Regions from separate parts of the Mus musculus genome. Here region 2 is linked to region 1. A link is a contact called in public Hi-C data. All regions are on one chromosome and are shown on one strand. The core of a region is the stretch at or near the end of the contact, and the rest is flanking DNA. Distances in the headings are between cores, read along the strand shown.

What was found. A called contact is a pair of places that touch in the nucleus more often than the background predicts.
Region 2: a contact with region 1 is called in a Hi-C map of the N1E-115 cell line, with 5 times the contacts expected there. The contact joins two enhancer-like sites. A contact is called at or near these places in 3 of 484 Hi-C or Micro-C datasets (the N1E-115 cell line, cranial neural crest and embryonic fibroblasts).

What each region holds. Positions count from the first base shown.
Region 1 is chr12:34,268,676-34,271,797 of GRCm38.p6, forward strand. All of the region lies in intron 18 of Hdac9 (histone deacetylase 9), which reads right to left. Among named protein-coding and RNA genes, the nearest start is that of Gm51984, 55 kb to the left of the region's middle. Within about 2 kb of position 1,631, at least 20 of the 459 cell types and tissues checked have an H3K27ac peak or open chromatin away from gene starts, as enhancers often do. A contact at or near this core is called in the N1E-115 cell line, where this site is marked.
Region 2 is chr12:34,652,202-34,655,323 of GRCm38.p6, forward strand. The region is part of intron 3 of Hdac9 (histone deacetylase 9); the gene reads right to left. Among named protein-coding and RNA genes, the nearest start is that of Gm46347, 130 kb to the right of the region's middle. Within about 2 kb of position 1,625, at least 6 of the 459 cell types and tissues checked have an H3K27ac peak or open chromatin away from gene starts, as enhancers often do. A contact at or near this core is called in the N1E-115 cell line, where this site is marked.

The DNA.
Region 1 (3,122 bases), core at 381-2,880:
GGGCAAATCCTCTCCCACCAAGCTATCACCCCAACCCTCGGAATGCCATAATTTTACAGAAAGTTTTACACTTTCTAAAGTAGAGAAGGCAAAATACAGCTTGGATGAACTAACTGGGTTGTTTCCTGTGTAGCCAAGATCAAAGCTTACCCAGGGAGACTCCCCAGGGTAGGGCATTTGGGGATCTGACCTCCAAGTTCAAGGGGGTGTGCCCAAGATTTCAGCTTCTACCTCAGGCAGCCACTAGAGTTGAATAGGAGAAAAAAACAACTAAGGTTTATATTCTTTTCTTATTCTGTCTACCATATCCTTAGTGACTAGAAAGGATTATCTTCTATAAAATTATTGCTGCATAACAGACAGGAACTACAACGTGAATACATATATGTCTGTCAGGATGTAATGACTTGAGAAACCTGAATTTCACAGAGAAAGAACATTCTTTCCAAACTGAACTAATAAAGAATCTTATTTTAGGAAAACACACACAAAACCAAGCAATGCATGTGGAATTGAAGCATTTATATTTTAAGTTAGCCCTAAGATGGCTACTTTACCAAAGCATGTAAGTGAGAATGGCTCCTAACTCTGTGTCTGTCTAACGGCATTTGATGAATTTGTATCTAGAGATTTTCAGACCCCCCCCCCAGGACTTGAAATTATCAGCTTCAAATATACTTTTTAAAGAGATAATTGCAGGGAATCCTCCTATTCCTGTCTAGTGCTATCACCCCTAAGAGCATCATTCACCTAGAGTAAGCAGAGCTTAGGGACTATATTGACACAAATGACATGCACCTCAGGGACCAACCCTCCCACTCTCAAGTCACTCAAACATCCGGCAAGTTCACTCAATGGTCGAAGCTCCAAGGAAAACCGAGATGATACCACTCCCATCATAATGTTGTCGTTAGCTTTAAATTCATCAGAGCAGGAAGCATGTTCAGAAAGTGCAATACAGTGCAGGAGCCCTAAGTACTCAGTAAACGCTAACACACACACACACACACACACACACACACACACACACACACACACACAAAGCTTTGGGTTTGGGGGTCTGACATTACTTTCTACTTAGCAGCACATCAAAGGACAAGAGTCATCTGCGATGACGCTGGAAGCCAGAAACGACCTCCAATCAGAAAGCTCCATGTTTAAGCAACATATGGATCTAGTTCGGCTGGAGTTTCCTGAATGAATGTGGGCCTCTGCAGGCTTTCCAAGCACACTGAACAGCGCTCCATCACTGGCCCTGGAAACAAAGCTAATGGCCTGCAAAGCCGCACGTGATAGAGATTAAGCTACCTGTCCTGAGTGGATGTGATGGTATTTAAACCGGAGAGGGAATGACTTAGAGGAAAGGAATTTAGGCACCGTCTCCTTTGTAGAATCTAAATGTGGCCTGTTGATTTCTTTTGGAAATATTTCCGGAGTTAAATATAATACTACTGTGCCCGTTAACAAAAAGGGTTTCCTGTGAGGTGGGCATAAATAATGTGGTACACGATTGCTGCTTCGACACCTTGAACATTTCATCCTGCAACCCGGGTAATGGAACTCCTCTCCTGGCGCTAAGCAGTTCAGAGAGCTTTGCTGTTCTGCCTTGCTGCTAGGGCCATGGGCATGTCTGAATAATTGAGTTTAAGCTTAAATAATGATCAGATGCCCTTTGAAACCCACTGACAGACACCAGACTCAACAAAGAAGCAGAGGTTTTTCATCACAGAAAAGACTTGGGAGGCATGTTATAGAACAGCTAGCTGCAAATGAAATTAAGCATCTTTTAAATCTTTGAATTCTCTCAGGTAGAGTGACTCTTTTAAAACAGTTATCTACTGTGAGTCAAATATATCTGCACAGAGCATTTTGGTTTGGTGACGTAGAAAGTAAATCTATATTTTTAGGTTGTTAGAGTAATTCTACTTGATTAAATATTTAAATACTCTTTTTAAACTTTTGAATAGCTTATTCTGTCTTAAGCTCTATATGTTGAGTGAACTGGCAGCTACAAATCAAATTCATTCTTTCTTTTTTTTTCCTTCCTTTTTAGTTAAAATTATTACTTTGTTTCATTTAATGGATATTTGAGAAGCTTAATATTTTTCTATTCTGAACTCTTCACTCTTAGGGTTAGATTCAGAAACACTAATAGTTTTGTTTCTGGCCATGGAGACAGAAGGGGGGGGGAGTAGAAAGGTCACAGAAAGGAAAATCTAATTTATTGGCAGTTCCAGTGGAGGATAATAAAGTCAAATGTGTCATCCTATAAATAGCTTTGGGCAGCATCTCACAAGTCAGTGGTAATGCTGGTGTGCCTCCTCAGGGCTACACTTTACCCATTTTAACACTGCACGGTGCATGACTAATTGCTGTTGCAAGAGAAGGATCTGAGCTTTAAAGAGATTAGGCAACTTGAACATAAACAGTTAATAAAAGACCTGTGATATTTCCTAAGTCTGACCTGGTCATCATATTGTTGGAATAGTGTCATCCTCTCTGACAATAACCTCCCTAATGTGTCTGTATTTGGAGACAAGGTCTTTGAAAAGTTCCATAAGGTGGGATCCATTATAAGGGTGTATTGCAAGATGACTGACTTTTTTTTTAAAGGAAAAAAGATACTAGACCAGACACATATGAACAATCAGATGGGCAAAGAAGGCACAAGAATACTGCTACCTGAAACACAAAGCAAGAACCTTCGGGAAAAACTAGACCTGCCAACACTCTCATCTTGAATTTCCCACACTATGAACAGATAACTTTCTTTTTAAGCCACTAGTCTCTATTATTTTGTTATGGCAACTTTAGCTAGACTAACAGAAAGGTGAACTTTACACATACTTTATGCCTGTTTGTCCTGTAACATCCTTATTAGTAATATACTATGACACTTTTTATAAATTCCCTAAGCATAGGAGTGTGGTTGACTTGTTGTAATCATCCTATCTTCAGGACTTGACACATACTAGAGGCTTAATCAATTCTCTTAGGACAGTTAGATGATGAATGTAAGCAAAGCAGTCTTATGCTCATACCTTTAAGGTCAGAATTTTAATGCAACTGAAAATCTATAAGGAGATATATATATATATATATATATAATCTCTCCTATTCAG
Region 2 (3,122 bases), core at 375-2,874, 380 kb after region 1:
AATCTACTTTGTATTCCTGGTGTTGGTAATAAATAAATATGTTACCTTGAAGAATAATTTAGCTCAGCCAATTTCTCTAGAACCTATGTAAGCTTTTCTATCTCTCTCAAATCTAATACTACCCAGATTTTCAAATTGTAAGAGATTAGTTTGAGATTATTTAAGGCATTTGGTCTATAGTACTTTCGTATGACAAACCAAAAGAAAAATGATGCATAACTAAGAAAGCTTGCTATATAAACGTTTTATGTTGCAAATCTTTCATAGTGATAAATATGTGATTTTCCCCTCTGTCTGATGATTTCTCTTTTTTGGTAATTGGATAATAATATATGTACAGAAGTCAAAAATGTATATGTTGAGATCTAACCTCAAAGTGATGGCTTTAGGAGAGGGTGAACTTTGAGAGATGCTGTGGCTGTAAATGCTCTCACAAGTGTAATTAGCATCCTTCTCAGAGAGCCTGATGAAGCAGATATCTCCTTCCATTAATAGCTGTGAGAGCAGAGGCATAGCTTATGGTCCATAAAGCCCAAACCAGACACTTAGTGCCCTGGTGTTTCAGTCTTGGTAGTTCCCAAGACTGAAACTACAAGGCATGTAAGATTTGTGTTGTTTTATACATTTTAAAAAACTGGACTCAGCTCTTCTCTAGGGTAATGGCAACCTGATTTGTTAAAATATTTTTTTAATTTTTAAAAAATGTATCATACATAAGTAAACGTGACTCTAAAGTCCAATATTATGTATTAGCAGAATTGGTTCCTTATGAGGAATTCTCCTAATGGTCGACTATAGGCTGAAAGGTAAGCCAAGTAAGTGTTTTCATATTAAAAAGAAAGAAAGAAAAAGAAAGAAAGGAAGAAAGAAAAATGGAAGAAAAAGGAAGGGAAGGGAAGGGAAGGGAAGGGAAGGGAAGGGAAGGGAAGGGAAGGGAAGGGAAGGGAAGGGAAGGGAAGGGAAGGGAAGGGAAGGGAAGGGAAGGGAAGGGAAGGGAAGGGAAGAAAAAAAGAAAGAAAGAAAGAAAGAAAGAAAGAAAGAAAGAAAGAAAGAAAGAAAGAAAGAAAGAAAGAAAGAAAGAAAGAAAGAAAGAAAAAAGAAAGAAAGAAAGAAAAAGAATATTCTCACAGTTCTTCTAGGCCTTCATGTCTGAAGATTCACACGTTGTAAAGAACTCTGGCCCCTTTCCTGTTCTGGGCAAAGTATAGTCCTCACAAAGTAATTTTATAAACTTTTATGATTTCAGGGATGCTTATTTCAGTTTCTCCACATTCACATCTCTCCTATGTACAGACATAGTCAATGCTTTAACTGGCCACTGTCTTGACATAAGTACCAAAAAGGAAAATAAAGTTGTGGATATCCCAGCAAAAATACTCCCACTTGTGCATGCAGAGAGGCCAAACAGTATTTACAGAGCTTGAAGATGAGAGCAAATGAGAGCAGCTAGGAGAGGAAGGTGAGGACCACGCCCTGGGTGCCTCTCAGTGAAGCTCCTCTCCAAACAGAACAGGGCCTCTGGGTGAAATTCAATTAACAGGGGGAGGTGCTCATGAGGAAATGGGGTGCTCAGATGTCTGCAAGTTAGGGCATCGGGTTCAGATGCAATAATGCTCCTTCCTGGTAAAATAGACATGCTGCTCTCTAGAGGCTCCATGGAAGAATGGCACAATGTGGGAATGGAAGCAAGGCGAGGTAAGGCTGGTCCTCAATGCTTTTTGACTTACCTTACACATTTAGTGCTATACTGAAATGTAAGTAAATACCTTTAGGAGGGATTTCTGCACTTGATGCCAGCAATAACTGTCTGGAAACAGAGTTACAGATCTTTCCTAGTTATTTTATGTGCACTTTAAAAGTTTATTGATATATGCTTATAAATTTAGCCAGTTAAAATGTTTTAATTAAGTTAACTTAATTAAATATTATATTTAAACCAGATTGTATAACTGTTACCACAATCCACATTTAAAACATTTCAAATATTTCAGTAAATTCTCTCCTGCCTAATCCCTATTCCAACCCCAGGTTCTGAAAACCACAAATCTATTTTGTACCTCTATAGATATGAGTTATATTTCATGTTTAAATACAGCAGCTTGGAAACAAAGAAATCAAAACATCACCATGAAGATGTGTTTTTCTTCAAAGTGTCTTTCTTTTTCAAAGTGATCAATATAACTAAATGAGATTCAGCTACCTCACTGAACCAAGTTTCTGGGGCTGTTTTTGCAAACCCAGTTCCTAGGGTCTGACACATTTTAACCCTGGGAAGATCCAGGGCTGATGGTATAGCTGTCGCTAGTGTCTTTCAGAAAAGTCTGCAACATTCCACAGCAAACTAAAGCTTCACTGGTTAACAAGTGGGAAGAATTCATGGTAGATGCTCTAAACTGGACCTCTAGACCACCCCTCCAAACTACAGAGAACATTGCCAAAGGGGATAGAAAGGATAAAAGAGTGAAAAGATGGAGAGATACGCCATAGGAAAGGATATCCCCTGCACATGATATGGCCATTCATGTATTCACTGTAATCCAGGCCATCTGCAGAAGACATGCACAAGACTGGGCTTGCCCACATTTCACCCACTGATGGAGTAGGAACCCAGAAGACTACTGTGCTATCTCCTTATTCAAGGAGAAGGTGTTCTTTTCTGCAGTGGTGAAGCAGCCCTTGCTCCAGTAAATAACCTCCGACCCTTGGTAAGAAACTCTAACTAAACACAGTGAGCCACACACCAAAATAATGAATTGAAGTGTTGGTGGGATCTTGTTGTGGAAAGGGGTTTCAAAGTAAGAGGGAGGATAGAAGAGTGTGGGATGAGCATGACCAAAGTAATTTATACAAAAAGAAGATGCCAGGCAACAAAAACTTTAAAAGGAGTCATGATTTTAGTATTTACCTTCATCAGGAATGATGGGGGAAAAATCCCTTTTAAAAATTAAAACTAGATTCTTCTCTTGTATAAAAGATCCCAACCTAAGTTCCCCCTCCCTCCACTTCTGCAACCTCCTCACCATCTCCCCTCTCCCCAGATTCACTCCCCCTCTGTTTCCTCCTCAGAAAAGAGAAAGCCTCTAAGAGATGACAGCCAGACAGGACAAAACAAGATACAGTAA